5 separate regions of the Mus musculus genome follow, and all the other regions are linked to region 1. A link is a contact called in public Hi-C, Micro-C and promoter capture Hi-C data. All regions are on one chromosome and are shown on one strand. Each heading gives the region's core, a stretch centred on a gene start, on an enhancer-like site or on the middle of the called end of the contact. The rest is flanking DNA. Distances are from core to core; before and after follow the strand shown.

Region 1 (2,931 bases), core at 285-2,784:
TGGAAAATAATAAAATGGAGAATTCATATCCCTCTAACTCTATGGTCTCAATGGAATTGCTGTGTGCCCACACCACAACCAAGCTAATTCTAGTATTACAAATTAAATAACTCAACATCCTAACAAACAAACCAAGGAAACATTTTATAATAACTACTTACAATTGTTATGTGTATGCATATGTGTCTTATGTGTGGGAGTATGTGCCCATGGGAGCCAACTGTCAGTGGAGAGTAGACAGGGGGTGTGAGATTCCCTGGAACTGGAGTTACAAGCAGTGAACTGCCGAATGTGTGGGTGCTGGTAACTAAACTCCATAATCTAGCAAAAGCAGCAAGCTGAGTCATCTCCCCAGCTCCTATTTATTAAGTTTTACTACACTTAATTTTGCCTTCTGTATAAAGGGGTCAACAGACTCAATTAGGCTCTCCGAGGTCAAATTTCCTTATCCAACTGCAAATAGCAAAATATAAGGGAATAGCTCATTGGACTTACAAACAGTATTGAGTAAAAACTAAGCATAATTCTCGTCATATCATACCAAAGCAGTTTTCAAATGATGAGGCATGTAAACTAGCCAGTACATTGGTTACATATACACAAAGGGATGATTTAGTTAAAAAAGATTGTTCCGAGTTAAACTTAGAAATCATTGGCCAAAGAATAAGATTTGAATCCAAATACCTCACCCAAAGCAATGAAGCTTTTTATTATAAACTGCTCTGCCAATGTTTTGTCTATTAGAGAACGGGGTCATCTGTGCCATCTGGTTTACGAAATCTTGCCACTGTTCTAGAGGATTGTACTGCCTCACGAAAATGCAACATACCCTTCCTATAGCATCAACTTTCAGATTGCACGTTCATGTTTTACGTCAAAAAAAAAAAAAATCAGTACCCACAGACCTGAACACCTTTTCTAGAAACATAAATTTGGAAATATAAGAATCAAAGCAAACAAAACCGAAAAAGGTACGTAGTAAGGGAATTTGACTTCTGTATTAAAAACAAGAACAAAAAAAACCCGGTAAGACTACGTCGACACTTGTCGAGATGTCCCAAATAACGGGCCCGACTCCCTGGCGGCTGCGTGTCAGAACAAAAGAGGCCTCCGGGAATGACAGTGCCGCAGTGCGAGGTCGCCGGAATCGGGGTGACAAGGAGAAACTCAGTGCCCGTGGGAGGAAGGAGCTGGAACGGCGACGGCCGAGGCTCCCACGAGAGAGAAAGCCATTGCTCGGGAGACGCCCCGCTCCGCCCGGCCTCACCCTCACTAGGCTCCAGCCCCGAAGCGGAGCCGCAAAGACCGGAGGAGGGCGGATAAACCCAGCTCGCACGGGCCGCGAGCCCCAGGTCGCCTTACCCAGCTCGCCACGGAGCACAGCCCCAGAACGCTCCCCATCGCCGCCGCGTCACCAGCTCGGCGCGTGCCGACAAGATGGAGACAGCTTCTTTCGTCCTTTTTCTGGGCTTATTTACTGTCTGGCAGGCACTTCCGGCGCAGACGCACAAGCCCCTCAGCTTCGCGTGCGTCACTTCCGCTCAGACCTGGACCCGGTGACTGCTGCCGGGCGTGCGCAATGCGCCGAGAGGAAGGGCGTGGTCTTCAGCGATGCTAGATTTGTGGCTTCATGGAGTGGGCCTACTTTGCCAAGTAAAGAAGACTGTGTTAGGGAAGGCCTCTGTCATTGTCTTGAATTTGGACGTTAGAAGAGCTACTGTTACTGTTTTTTGGTTCCTCTTGGGATTTAGCCATCTCATTTCCACTAAAGTCCCCTTTTTAGTTTTGTTTTCTTTGTTGTTGTTCTACTAACATACATATTTTACTCCTGCAGCCACTATGTGGAACAAGTTTCACTGGTGTGTGTATATATGTGTGTGTGTGTGTGTGTGTGTGTGTGTGTGTGTATGTATGTTATATATCATATATATACATATATGTATGTATATATGTATATAATATATATCTGTGTGTACATATATATGTGTCCGTATATATATATGCGCGCGTGTGTGTGTGTGTGTGTGTATGTGTGTGTGTGTGTGTGTGTGTGTGTGTGTGTGTGTATTTCCCCCGCAAGTTTGGGCCTTTCCGTTCTTTTGTTTACTATTGAGACACATTTTAACATGTACTTGAAAAAGGGTTCACTTAGTTAAGACATTTATTATAGTATAGGGGTTTATTAACAGCTATCCGGACATACAATTGACATCCTTGTTTTGATGTGTATGTTTGGGCTGTGTTCATAGAAAAGTGTCGATTCTTATTTTTCTGTAATTTGCCCTTGAAAACATTCCATGAGAAGAGTTTGGTACACAGACATCACTTTGAAATACCCATTACTATAAATATTTTAAAATAAAGATGTCTCATAAAATTGACAAAAAACGCATATAGAGGGGTGGAGTAACCCTTATCAATCTGGCAGAACTACAACTGTTAACTAACACAGACCAAAGAGTGGGGATAAAATTGAAAACAGAAGATAATCAGCCTGTGTGTTTTGAGCATGCAAATCTGTAAAGTCTCTGGTATCCGTTCCCTAGTATTTGGAAGTTCAAGATTCAAAAAACAAAAAACAAAAAACAAAAAGAAAAAAACAGAACACACAGAGCTACAAAATGTTCAGTGAGTCCATTTGTAGTTGGAGATAGATATGGAAGACTGGGAACCATTGTAGTTACAAGAGTCCTGAAAGTAGAGCCCAACATTTCAAGACATAAACTATCACGTAGAGGCTATTTGTACCTCCTCTGATTGATAATGTGACCTCTATACTCTTTCGCCCAAGTGTAAAACTCTGTTTTCAGTATAAGTTGTGAAGACACTAGCTGTTACAGTTAGTATTGTCAACTTGACAGAATCTAGGTTCATCTCTGGCCATGCCTATGCAGGATCATCCTGGTTACTCTAATTGATATGGGCCTTAAT
Region 2 (2,931 bases), core at 207-2,706, 1.8 Mb after region 1:
TAAATTCTCTTACTAGTGGCCTGGTTGGGATATGCCTCACACTTAAACCATGACAAAGGAGCAGAAGTCTCTGGAAAATCCAACTGTGTTGTCATTATAGCAAAAGAATCGAAATCGTCCTACAAAAACATTTTTGGCTCTACTGCTCCTGACTAGACCCACAGAGCCACACTTTTAGAAACCATTGCTTTCAGACGCCTGAAGCTCTTTGTCTCTCTGTCCCAGATAAGTGCCAATCAGTTCCATACTTTAGCAAGCAAGGAAAACTTTACAGTTTTAAACGAGTAACAAATGTTAGAAAAGTCTTTCTTTCCCTGACAGGAAGTAAATTATCTCTGGCATTGTCCTTATTGCCAGTAACTAAGGTTCTCTTCTTTTAGATCAAGACTAAACTCAAACACAGTTCGTGCCTTATATAGTGTGCTCAGTAGTATTTTTTTAAAGATTTAATTTTATTCATTTTAACTATACGTATGTGTCTTGTGTGGTTAAATACCGGTGTTCTTGGAAGCCCAGAGTTGTTGATCTGCCCGACCTGGGGTTTCAGGATGTTGTGAGCCACCACCCAGCACGGTGCTGGGAACTGAAATCTTAGCTGTGTGTGCCACATCTCCAGACTTACTGTTGTTGATGCTTGTTTCTGTGCTGGTTTGTTTGAGGCTAGGTAATAAAGTCTAAGGCCTTTTTTTTCCATGTTAGGTAAATGCTCAAAACCCAACATCCTGGTACACCCCCTCCCCAGCCCCATTATATGTTTCCATGCTCTTCCTGAATCCTAGGCATGTGCTAAGTAAGTGCTTTTTCATTCATTGTCTCATTGTTTCTCACAGCAAGCCTAGGGCCTAGGGAACAGATAATATTGTATTCCTTCTTTGCAGATGTAGCACCCAAGATACAGGGAAGTTAAAATCTAACTTTATACAGAGTGGGTTAGGATTTAACCTCAGATGACACTCAATTGTCATCTATTATTCACCCATAAAGTATGCGGGTGGGAGATTAAGCGAAATCCTCGTGTTCAAAAGTGTAAAAAAGACGCTTATTAAAGCAAAAACCCCTGTGGGCCAAGCCAGCCCCGACAGTCACCCCGGATACACCGTCTTGTTTCCCACTCCACACCTCCACTTTATTTCCTAAATTCTTATAAACTTCTCCTAATTTTGCACAACTGTCCTTCCTGATGGCTTCGATGGCTCTGAGACCCGCCGCTGACCCTGAAATGAAGGCGCTAAATCCTACAGGAACCCGGGCGGGGGTGGTGGTGGAAGCCCCATGGTAACCACGGGAACGGTGGCGTGGCAGGAGCTCTGCGCAGGCGCACTGCGTCCTCGCGTGGGCCAGCCTAGGCTTGGAACACCCCGGGCCTGGGCGACTCCCGGGTGGGTGGGAGGCTCGCCGCAAGCGCCTGCGCAGTGGCGCGGGAGCTGGTGTGACAGAGCGCACGTAGCGAGGGCTGCGGCCGCCCCCTCTCCGGCGCGCCGGCGCGGCAGGGGAATATAAAAGGGACGCCTGGCTCCCTCTACTGCCCAGTCGCACTGCCAGCAGGCTGAGGGCGGCAGGGAGCTAGCTAGCGGGGACTGCAGGCGACAGGACTGACCCGAGCCGAGCTGTCGCCTTCCTCCCGGCCCGCTATCCAGGTGAGGCGCTCCTCCGATCTTGGAGACGGATGCGGGGTCCCCGCGGGCAGCCGGGGTCCCTTCGCTCTGGAGTGGGGCTCAGCCCTTCTCACAGCCGCCCCCGGGTCTCCCCGAGAGGACCCGGCCCCGCACCCCCGAAGTCAGGCCGCCCCGGCGCTCTCCCAGCTTCCCTCGCCGTCCCCCCACCCCCGTCCTGCCTCTGGCCGGAGCGGCAGCAGCGGCTTGCGCCCCGCCCCAGCACTAGGACCTTCTTGAATGTTCCATCCCGGGCAGCCAGCCTCCCTGATGACTTGTGCAGCGGTACCTCGTCCGCCCCACTAAGCCGGGGGAAGGCGAGGGCGGACGGGCGGGGGTCTGGGCCGCCCGAGCCGCAGATGGTTAGCATGTGGCAGTGGAGAAAGCAGGCAGCGCTTGCAGCCGGGGGCTGAGTCTCTCCGTTTCGATCGCTCTTCTTCTCTTTTTCCTTTTCACTTTTGGAAAGTAAAGCTGGGAAGTGGGACCTACTCAGAAGTTAGGACTGAACTTGTCTGTTGCGCTTCTCGGCGTTGTCTCAGCAAGTAGACATAGCCCGGGGCGCCGAGTTTAGCTGAGAAGTTGCTGTCATTCACAGTTGGGGAAGCTGGCTTCTTCCTTCCTCTTCATCCCAGTGAATCACTTAAGGACACACGCGTCTGTCTCTGTATTTCTCTCTCCCTCTGCTCCTTCTTTCCTCCTGGTTTCCAATCTTGCCCACCTCCTCTGGTTCAGCTCACCCTGATGATCCCCTTTCCCTTTTCGTCTTTCACGCTCCCCTCCTCTTGCAGGGTCAACAAGTCAGTCCATTTTGGCCAAACCTTCTATGGTTGTGTGAGACTTTTAAACTGAATTTTGTGATTGACCCCAGATGGATGTTCAGTGTGGGGAAGGATGGTACGGTTAAATACGAGGTTGTTTCTCCTAGAGAGTGGGAATTTGGTACAAAGGCAGGCTTTCGGACTTAACATCTTCAGCTGACCATCCAAAATGAGGACTCTTGGGGTATTGCACCGTGGTTTATAGGGAAGAGCCTCCACAGAAAGGGATAGACAAGCTCCTGGGTTCTCTTTTAGGAAATGATTTTTTTTTTTTTTTTAATTAAAAGGAACCTGCCAGGTTCGACTTAACTCGAGAGCCATGGCTCTTGGACTTTTTCCTTGGAATGCACTCTGGAGGGATGGAATAGCCACTACGTGAGTGGGGGAGGGGGGAGACGTGGCAACGCTGTTCTTTCATCAACTTTTTTTTTTTTAAGGTTGAGGGGGAAAAAAAAAACCTC
Region 3 (2,931 bases), core at 196-2,695, 1.4 Mb before region 1:
CATCAAGAAAACTAGGGTTATTCTTAGAGAACTCTTTATTTACTCTTTTCTATTGGTCTTCTCCTTATATTTTTCATTTACTTTGTTATATGACAATATCGTATGGGCATATGATATAAAGCAATTACTAGCTAGCTCTCCAATATTCCTTCTTATCTCCCTCTCTTCTCTATCAACCCTTCTGTATCCCTACCAGTTCCTTTCTGGATTCATGACGGTTTTTGTTCTGTTCTGTGACCCATTTCATTTAATCAGATCCCCCTGTGTGCTCATTGATTATACACTGATTCCTAGTAGAGTGAGAAGTGCTCTGTTCAACCATCTTCTAAAATAAATCTCCTGATGATTGTTTCCTGAGCCCCTGGCCGTTATTTCTACTCATCAGTCAAGGCCCATAAAGCTATAAAAATCAATACCTAAATGCTTATCTTTCCAGACAAAGCAAATAAGTAGACAGTGTACTTTAAAATCCCCTCTTTTAGATATCCATGGTCAAAAGATCAGTAACTGCAGGTGTAGCACATAATACCATCTATAAGCCAGACTTAGTCATTTTTTTCTTCTGTAGCTAGAGAAAATTTCACATAAACTAGAGATTACGCTGCACATATAATTCATATGTTCATAAAATTTACTGTGTTCTTTGGGTCAGTTTAACCTTATTTTACAAAAGTGCCACTTTCTTTGATAGCTGAGTGTAACGTGCCCGAATAATTGAAGATTCACTTCTATTTCTGACAGGTTCTCTCTTGCCCCCGCTGTCTTCAAGAAGCGAGGGAGCAGACAGCAGAGAGGATACATATGAAGTACTCTGTAAACTCGGTATTACCAGCCTTTAAACGGGATGAAGCAACGTAAAAATAGATCACCACGAAGGATTTAAATGAAACAGGTTTGCACTCAGTAGATGCAGGATACTCGTGTTATAGTTCTGGGAAGTGTTTATAGCTCAAATACGTCTTGGGATGTAGACGCATCATCTGAGAGAGCATCGCAGTAAGTCTGCCTGTCAGGAACTGCAGATCGCCTAGAAGCCTGGAGCTGTGGGAAAAAGTGTGTGGGTGGGTGGGTGGGGGTGGGGGGGCTCGGGTCTTAAAGGCTGGAAGCAGGGCCTACGAAGACCACTGTCCTTCCTGCTGCTGTGTTGGCTAGCGTCAACTCAGTATCAACTATAGCCATTTTGGAGGAGGAAACCCCTAATTGTGAAAATGTCTTCAGCGGATTAGCCAAAGGACAAGCCTGTCAAGCATTCTCTTGATTGATGTTTGATGTGGGAGGGCCCTAGTCTCTGGAGGCAGTGCCACCCGTTGGGCTGTAGCCATTTCCTCCAAGTTGAAACATCTTCTCCTGGAGGGAGGGGGCGCTAGAGAGTCGGGAAGTAAACCAGACAAATCCGGTGAAAACTGAAACTAGCAAGATTCTCAAGGTCCCCACCCCCTCTCCTCCTGGGCTTCAAAAGCAGTCGAAAACTGCGGGGTGAGAAAGGATTGCACGGTTGGCTAGGATTCCCACAGCGAGCAGTTCGGTTGCAGTTTTCCTGAATCCCCACCTTGATGAGGTAAGCTTTTCAGAGATGCAGCTGCTTTTGAGCTTCCCTGACCCCACTGACCAGCACTGGATTCTGGATTTCCATCCCATAATTAGTTGTCAATGCCCTCTCTGGGCTAAGCAGACATAGACTGTGGTTCTCTAAATACGTCTCATGGGACAAAGTGTCTGGAGAGGTATTCTAGAGGCATATGTTAGAGGTATTTTGCCACATTTCCACATCTCATAGCACTGAACAATAAGGGAATTGTTGGCTATAGGGAACTATGCCACCAAGAGTAAGCTAGGGTCTAGAGAACCCCCTTAGCAAGTCCTGAGAACACCCATCTAGCACCCAAAACCAACACAAGATTAATGCAGCATAGTGGGGGGCTCAAACCCCACAAAATACAGCCTTAGACACAGAAGCCTATAAGCAGCTGAGACTGAATAGGAAACAAAAGTAGATATAATGTAGGGAAGTTAAAGATACCAGTTCAAACTTCACAGTAGACGGGAGAATTTTCCAGCTGGGCTGGAGAGATGGCTCAGTGGTTAAGAGCACTGGCTGCTCTTCCAGAGGTCCGGAGTTCAGTTCCCAGCAACCACATGGTGGCTCACAACCATCTGTAATATAATTTGATTCTCTCTTCTGGTGTGAATGAAATAAATAAACAAACAAATCTTAACCAATAATAGTAGTAGTAGTAATAATAATGATAGATAATTGTACCAGGCATGCTTGTCTCTGTAAAGTATAAACTCTATAATAATCATTAGATTTTTTTGCCATCTGTACTTCCTTTCTCATCTAAGGTACTTACTGATTTTGTGATTTAGACTACATGTTTACATATAGGAAGAGATTACAAGTGAACTTGGGAAAAACTGGAATTCACCAGCTATGGGACAACAGTTAAAGACTTTTTGATAAACTACTTACTTAAACTGTAGGTGAGACAGTGTTTCATTGGAGGATTTTAGTTCTCTCAGGCTTACAAGACTAAAGCTAAAGTACTTGGTGATGCCTGACAAGAATTACTGTAAATATTAGACATTACTATTAAAGATACTATATCTTTGTGACAATACTCTTGATACAAATTATTTCCAGACCCCATTTGAAAAAACTAAGCAAAGAAGTGATTTTAGGAATTCTAGAAAAAATAAATATGGGAGGGAAAAGAAATCACTCTATAGTTTTGAGAATCCTTACCTCAGTATTTCTCAAAAGTGAGCTTGCCAAACTGTGGAAGTCCACAGCTGCCAGGCTGAGGTAGAGGCTTCAGGGACTCTGAAGACAAACTAACAAGGATTGAACTGATTTCAATGCAGCTTCTTGTTGAGAGGTCTCTAATCTTTAGTATTCCTATACTCTTGTAAATCCAAAAAGTTATGTATGAG
Region 4 (2,931 bases), core at 242-2,741, 1.3 Mb before region 1:
GAACCTATAACCAAAAGAAAACAAAACAACAACAAAACTGACACAAATATGTCTAAATAAAAGAGTATCATCCGATCATTCTTATCAGCATCAATTTTATATGGGAATAAGCAAAAACAACGGAAACCATAAGCATAATCATAAATTTAAAAAATCAAGCTGGGCCATGGTGATACATGCTCCCACCACTTGGGATACTTAAGTTCAATAGTCATTTCCAGGTTATCCTGGGCTTGCCGGGCAACATAGCATGCAGGTCTCAAAAATCCTGACTTATTAAATTAGAAACCCTACAGTGACTCTTTGCACATCTTTTTAAATTCCCTTGAGAATCTGAGCAAATTATAAAGAACACCACCATAAAACGGCAAGTAAAACATAACCTTTTACAGAGAACATTAAAGGACTGAAGGGTCCCTTAATGCCCATTTCTAGAAACTGAACTTCGAGATATCCAAAAGTCAATAAAAAGCAACAGAAACTGCCTCCTATCAGGCATGAGGCTTGGGTTCCATTCCCAGCACCTGAATGACCAAGTCAAAAGCAACATCACAGGAAAAGTATCTGTGAGAGACAAACACTGGATTGTAAAAGGCTACAACTAATCGTGCGTGCGCCTGGAGGAAGACCTTGAAGCTGAGAGGCCTAATTCACTACATGAACAAACTCCAAAGAAACGCGTTGAGCCCTAAGGATCTTTAAGTTTAAGGAGCAGTTTGATTATAAAAAGGTCCTTCAGTTTGCACCGAACACTTCCTCTCTCCATGCTCCTCAAAGCTGGACAACCTGCTCCCTTTCAGTAGGTCTAGGACATTTGTATAGGCGCCCTACCCCTACACAGGCACCCAGACCTGCCTCAGTGTGGGAGGCCCTTCCAGTGTTGAGTGGCTTCTTACAACAGGCAGTGAAAGTAACAGACCAACAAAACCACAAATAAGGACCTGGGGGCGGGGAGGGGTAGGAGGTGGGGGTCACTACTTTTAGATAATGTGAAAGGAATTCCCTTAAATGTTAAGATTGTTCTTTAAAGAACAGAATAATTTACAATTGATGTTCTTAAGCTGCTGTGACAGAAGAGAACACAGAGGCAGATGAGGCTCTACAAAAATCACTTTGGAAAAAGAGGATAAATTCAGCACAGGGACAATTGAGAGAAAAAAAACTGAAGCAACAATCAGCTATTTTAGCAAAAAAATACCAAATAAATCTCTATCCAAATCATTTTCAGCTTTCCTGGACCAATGGTTTGTTTGCTTAAAAACTTATAAACTCGATTTTACTTGTGAAAATTTTCGTCAGTCTCCTCCAGCCGCAAGAGGATCTCCTCTGCGCACTCCAAGGAGGGAGCTCCGGTGATTTTCTCCTTCACGCTCTGGAACAGCTGCCGGAGCATCGCCTGCAGCATCACCTCATCCTCGCTGGAGAAATGGGCCATGCCTTGCAGCAGTCAAATCTCCGCAACCACCGCGGGGTCGCCACCAACAAAGCGCACTGCGCACGCGCGACCCAGCCCAATCGCCGCCGACGCTCAGCGTCGTTCCCTAGGAAACCACAGCGCGAGTCCAAGGGCGGGGCCGCGGTTGAGTGGCGATGTGCTGGAAGACTGGGCTGTAGGTTTAGAGACCACCGAGAACTTGCTGAGGCTAACGTTGGATGATTGACGTTCCTTGGTACCGGCAGAGCTCAAGCCTCCCCCGACCGGAACAACAAACACCTCAGGATCTGCTGGGAGGGCCTAACGGGAAACGCCTCGGCTGCGCCTGACGTCAGCTCGCTGACGCGCCCAGGGGAGGGGTTAATCCCGGAGGAGAGTGGAACTGATCCTGACCTTGATCTGCAGGAAGTAGGAAGGGGACGAAAGAGAAGAGGCCTTTAGTAAAAGCAGGGCAAAGGAAGCCAAACTGAAATATCAACTGGGGATTGGGTGGTATTGAAATGTGGAAAAACCAGGTTCATACAGCAACCGTAACAACTGTTGCCTGCCAATGAGGATAGCACGCTGTAACAGAAAAGAAACTTAACAATTCATTACAGGGTAGTTATGTATTTTACTAAGGAAATGCCACATGACAGACTGGAAGTAGCCCTTGAACACTCATCCCTAGCAAAAAGAGCTATGGATAACTGCCTTCTGGGATCTAAAGAGTCATTGGTCTCTAAGGATGTGGCCATGCTCCAGAGGATGGCCCAACATCCAAAAGGATATAGGCAGCAAAAGTCAGTTCTGTGTTTTGTTTAGGGAGTTTGGATTGGTAGTTAAGAGCACTGGCTGCTTTTTCTGAGGACCCAGGTTCAATTTCCAGCACCAACATGGTGACTCACAACCTTCTGTAAGTCCAGTTCCATGAGATCTGATGCCCTCTTCTGACCTCTGTGGCACTACTCATCTGTGGTTCACAGACATACGGGCATGCAAACACTATACACATAAAATAATTTTTAAGATCAACGTTTTAAAAAGAAGGGAGTGTGGAAGTGGAAGAGTACATGTGAGTATGATCTAATACATTGTACAAATATGAAATTCAAAAACAAATCCAAAAATGCATTTCTTTAAAAGAAAAAAAAGGTGGTGTTACTTGTGGAAACATAAGATTTTTTTTTATAAATCAGTAAGAAGTTTAAAAAGAAACAACATATATAGTATGGGAGCTTACAAATGCACAATATTCAGATGCCAATAGTTACTGATGCCAAACAACTGATGAATGGTTTGACGTCAATAAACTTCCCAAATCCAGCTGTATATTCTATCCTCATCAGATATACTTCTCAGTTTAGCCAGATTCAGTAATTTTCTAGGAAAACAAATATTTCTCTCCAGAAATTGCACCATATATTTATTCAGAATATAAGGTCATTGTTTGCTTTTCAGTATAAAATTAAAATTTGTATTTTTAATTAATATTTGACAATTTCATACATGTGTAT
Region 5 (2,931 bases), core at 134-2,633, 1.2 Mb before region 1:
TTAAAAAAATCTAATGTCACATTATCACATTCATTGCTGGACATAAAGCCTTGAAAGTCCGATTATAGTTTCTGCATCTGTAACATTACTTCCCTTCTTTAAGTTAAAGACAAAGGAACCTCAAAAGTAAGAGAACATGCTGGGGTCTTAAACTGTGAGGTTTTAAATGGCACTCCCTTAGTCATCCTAGTGAGAGGGTGCTTCGGCAGGAAAATGTTTCCCAGGAAGTCTTCGCCATCCTTTGTTCTGCTATTTACATTAGTGTGAGACGTTCAGCTCCATCAGGTGATGCCTATACAAAGGCCTAACTCCAGGAGCGCCGCTGAAGCCTGTTTATCGCCCTATCACAAGCCCTCGTGGGGGGCATCTGGGAACCCTCAAAGGAGCTGCCCACCCTAGGAATGAGGTCATATGACTCAGGCTTTCATAAACCCCATCAGGTATGATGAGAGAGGCATGAAGCTGTGGGCAGGCAGTCACCAGGCCCACATCTCTTCCCTGAAAGTGCTTCCGAGGGACAGGATTGGAAGAGAGAAAGAAGTTTTGAGACAGGCTGTGTCTGGCAACTCTGGTCTGCAGCGGTTAGAAGGAAGAGGAGGAGGGGGACAATTCTGGCATCTCCCTGCCGATTTAAATGTTAAATTGTAGGCATAAAAAAGACTAAGATATGGATCTTCACTTCCTTGGAGATTGGGTTGAGGTCCTATCAACGTTTCAGACAAGAGTTACATACATGATATATTATTTTTATTCATAGTATAGAACATGTATCTTCTTGTTGTTAATTAAAAGAATAAGGAAAACTACCTAAAGCAGCAGAGAAACTGAAGAGTAGACATCCCACTCCACGGGTCTGGTTGTGAAATGCCTTTCCCATGCCCACCGCCTCTTTCCTTTGTTAATTGTCCGGGTTTAAGAGGAAGAGAATTAGGTCATAAGAAAGATCACTCACACCCACCTCAAGCTTCACACACCTTGGGCAACCCAGAACAAGTCTGCACGAGTTCACCTTGTCTCCCCCCCCATTTTTATTTATTGTAATATTATTATTATTATCATTATTATTTAGGAAATGTGACCTAAAAGGGACATCTTCTCACTGCCCGTGGTCATCTCCTGAAGGAATGACCCATCCAACAGTTTTTTTTTTTAATCTGTGAGGAGTCACAGCCCCGCAGTAGCTGACGTACATCTAGAGCTATTTCTTACTTTTTTTCCCCTTCTCGTCAGCACATTGAAACTACAACTTTATCTTGACCAGGTTGCTTCTTCTGCCTGCTCAGCTCCACGCTCGCCAGCCTCCACTCCACCTCCTCCCCGCCTTTTCTTCCTCCCTCCCCTTTCTCCTAGCCCCTCCTTCCAGTTGAGTCAGTGGCTTGAAACTTTTAAAAGCTCTGTGCTCCAAGTTAAAAAACGCTTTTACGAGGTATCAGCACTTTTCTTTCATTGGGGGAAAGGCGTGAGGGAAGTACCCAACAGCAGCAGACTTTGAAACTTTAAACAGACAGGTCTGAGAGCCCGAACTCTCCTTTTCCTTTGACTTCAGCCTCCAAGGAGTTCCACCACTTTGGCGTGCCGGCTTCACTTTCATTAAGTGAAAGAGTAAGTTTTGAAAAAAAGAAAAACCCACTTTACCTAGTAGCGTCTCTTTCTGTAAGGGAAACTCTTCTATGCTTTGTAAATGCGTTGCGTCTTTGACTTAGGATACTGTAAGTAGAACGACGATCTTCAAAGTGCCTTTGTCATTTCCACGTGCTGAGTTTGATTTGGGTTTGTTTAAAAAGTTCCGCTGAGAGTGCAACAGGTAAAAGGCTCAAACTTTTTCCAACTAGAGTGAAGGAAGGACCAAGTTACTAAACTTAGTTCTTTGTTATGGAGCCTAACTTCACTTTTCTGTAGTCGCCAATGGAGAAGGTGTTGCGGGGGTGGGGGTGATGGGGGGGCACCTCAGTCAACTTTGCTTAGCCTGCTTCCTATAGTGCTGGACACTACACGCTTCTTTTTTTTCTTATGAAAATCCGGTCGCCTGTTCTACTGCCTTGAAACTGCAGACTCCTTTTGTAACAGAGTGCTTTGTTGAGACGCTGCGGCAGCAGTTGACTTCCACGTGGTTCTCTCTTAGACTTTTCAGGACTAAGCCACTAAATACGTAGACCAGGGTGCTGCGGTTAGAGTTTTTAGACCAACAGTGGGTACTTTGTGCAAGCCTGTGCGATGCTACGGGATGAACCTCTTAGCCTGCACAGCCAGCATTTTTTTTTAATACTCCACGCTGGCAACTCCGGGCGCGAGAAATCTTGAATGGGTGGTGGTGACTTACGGAGAGTTAGAGGAAGAACGGGCGTTTAGAAACAGTGTGTGCCAGGTTGCTTTTCCAAAATCAACTGCTAGAACGCGAGCTCCTAGAAGGAATGGGGAAAAGGGATTTTTAGAGCTGCGCTTTTAGAAAGAGCTGCCCCCTCTCCACCCCCAACTCCTCCTGCGTGCCCGGACTTGTAGTGACTTCAGAGCTGTTAGGACAGTTTTGAATTGGAGCCATCAGAGGGTGCAAAGCACTAAGCAAAAATGATGCTAACGTGCAGCTTGAAGGGGGTCCGTCTTAAAGCTTTTATTTTTAATTGGTAACACATTCTGTAAAGCACTTTGACCGGCCTAAATCCACACCGAAGTATCAGGGTGGGTCTGTATTGAAGGGCTTTTTTTTCTGTACCAGACCAGGCCGAGTCGTTGTGAAGTGAAAGCTTTAGGGCAGAGGATGGCACGGGCCCCTCCTGCCCAGTCTTAGCATCATCACGGGCTCCGTTCGCGCTTCCCGCAGCCTCCCAGCTTCGCGGTCCAGACGGCTGGCTGCGGAGGGGGGGAGGGGAGGCCAGGCTCGCGGCCCGACGGTCAGAAAGCAAGTGGGCGACTTTATTAAAGTTGTCAGTCTGA

The links. Promoter capture Hi-C pulls out the DNA fragments that hold promoters and counts their contacts. A called contact is a pair of places that touch in the nucleus more often than the background predicts. Capture Hi-C pulls out chosen DNA fragments and counts their contacts.
Region 2: a contact with region 1 is called in a promoter capture Hi-C map of pre-B cells, with 5 times the contacts expected there. The contact joins the promoter of P4ha1 here to the promoter of Serinc1 in region 1. A contact is called at or near these places in 5 of 39 promoter capture datasets (the C10 cell line, hippocampal neurons, liver and 1 more).
Region 3: a Hi-C map of adipose-derived mesenchymal stem cells shows a contact between it and region 1, with 3 times the contacts expected there. The contact joins the promoter of Msl3l2 here to the promoter of Serinc1 in region 1. A contact is called at or near these places in 9 of 39 promoter capture datasets (the 3T3-L1 cell line, the C10 cell line, cranial neural crest and 5 more), 1 of 484 Hi-C or Micro-C datasets (adipose-derived mesenchymal stem cells) and 2 of 115 datasets of contacts at active chromatin or transcription factors (astrocytes and cardiomyocytes).
Region 4: a contact with region 1 is called in a promoter capture Hi-C map of liver, with 5 times the contacts expected there. The contact joins the promoter of Tbc1d32 here to the promoter of Serinc1 in region 1. A contact is called at or near these places in 8 of 39 promoter capture datasets (the 3T3-L1 cell line, 3T3-L1-derived adipocytes, cranial neural crest and 3 more), 1 of 484 Hi-C or Micro-C datasets (uterus), 2 of 115 datasets of contacts at active chromatin or transcription factors (the NIH/3T3 cell line and extraembryonic endoderm stem cells) and 2 of 9 other capture datasets (adipose tissue and liver).
Region 5: a contact with region 1 is called in a Micro-C map of granulosa cells, with 3 times the contacts expected there. The contact joins the promoter of Gja1 here to the promoter of Serinc1 in region 1. A contact is called at or near these places in 14 of 39 promoter capture datasets (the 3T3-L1 cell line, cranial neural crest, embryonic stem cells and 7 more), 2 of 484 Hi-C or Micro-C datasets (embryonic fibroblasts and granulosa cells), 4 of 115 datasets of contacts at active chromatin or transcription factors (astrocytes, embryonic stem cells, epiblast stem cells and 1 more) and 2 of 9 other capture datasets (adipose tissue and liver).

Annotation. Positions count from the first base shown.
Region 1 is chr10:57,530,995-57,533,925 of GRCm38.p6, forward strand. Serinc1 (serine incorporator 1) reads right to left here and starts at 1,535. Exons shown (of 9, transcript NM_019760.3): 1 at 1,363-1,535. The coding sequence starts at 1,401.
Region 2 is chr10:59,321,840-59,324,770 of GRCm38.p6, forward strand. P4ha1 (procollagen-proline, 2-oxoglutarate 4-dioxygenase (proline 4-hydroxylase), alpha 1 polypeptide) reads left to right here and starts at 1,457. Exons shown (of 15, transcript NM_001316371.1): 1 at 1,457-1,637.
Region 3 is chr10:56,105,472-56,108,402 of GRCm38.p6, forward strand. It overlaps Msl3l2 (MSL3 like 2), which reads left to right and starts at 1,446. Exons shown (of 2, transcript NM_001163833.1): 1 at 1,446-1,558. All of the region lies in intron 22 of Tbc1d32 (TBC1 domain family, member 32), which reads right to left.
Region 4 is chr10:56,227,198-56,230,128 of GRCm38.p6, forward strand. Tbc1d32 (TBC1 domain family, member 32) reads right to left here and starts at 1,492. Exons shown (of 33, transcript NM_001033385.3): 1 at 1,281-1,492. The coding sequence starts at 1,435.
Region 5 is chr10:56,375,917-56,378,847 of GRCm38.p6, forward strand. It overlaps Gja1 (gap junction protein, alpha 1), which reads left to right and starts at 1,384. Exons shown (of 2, transcript NM_010288.3): 1 at 1,384-1,602.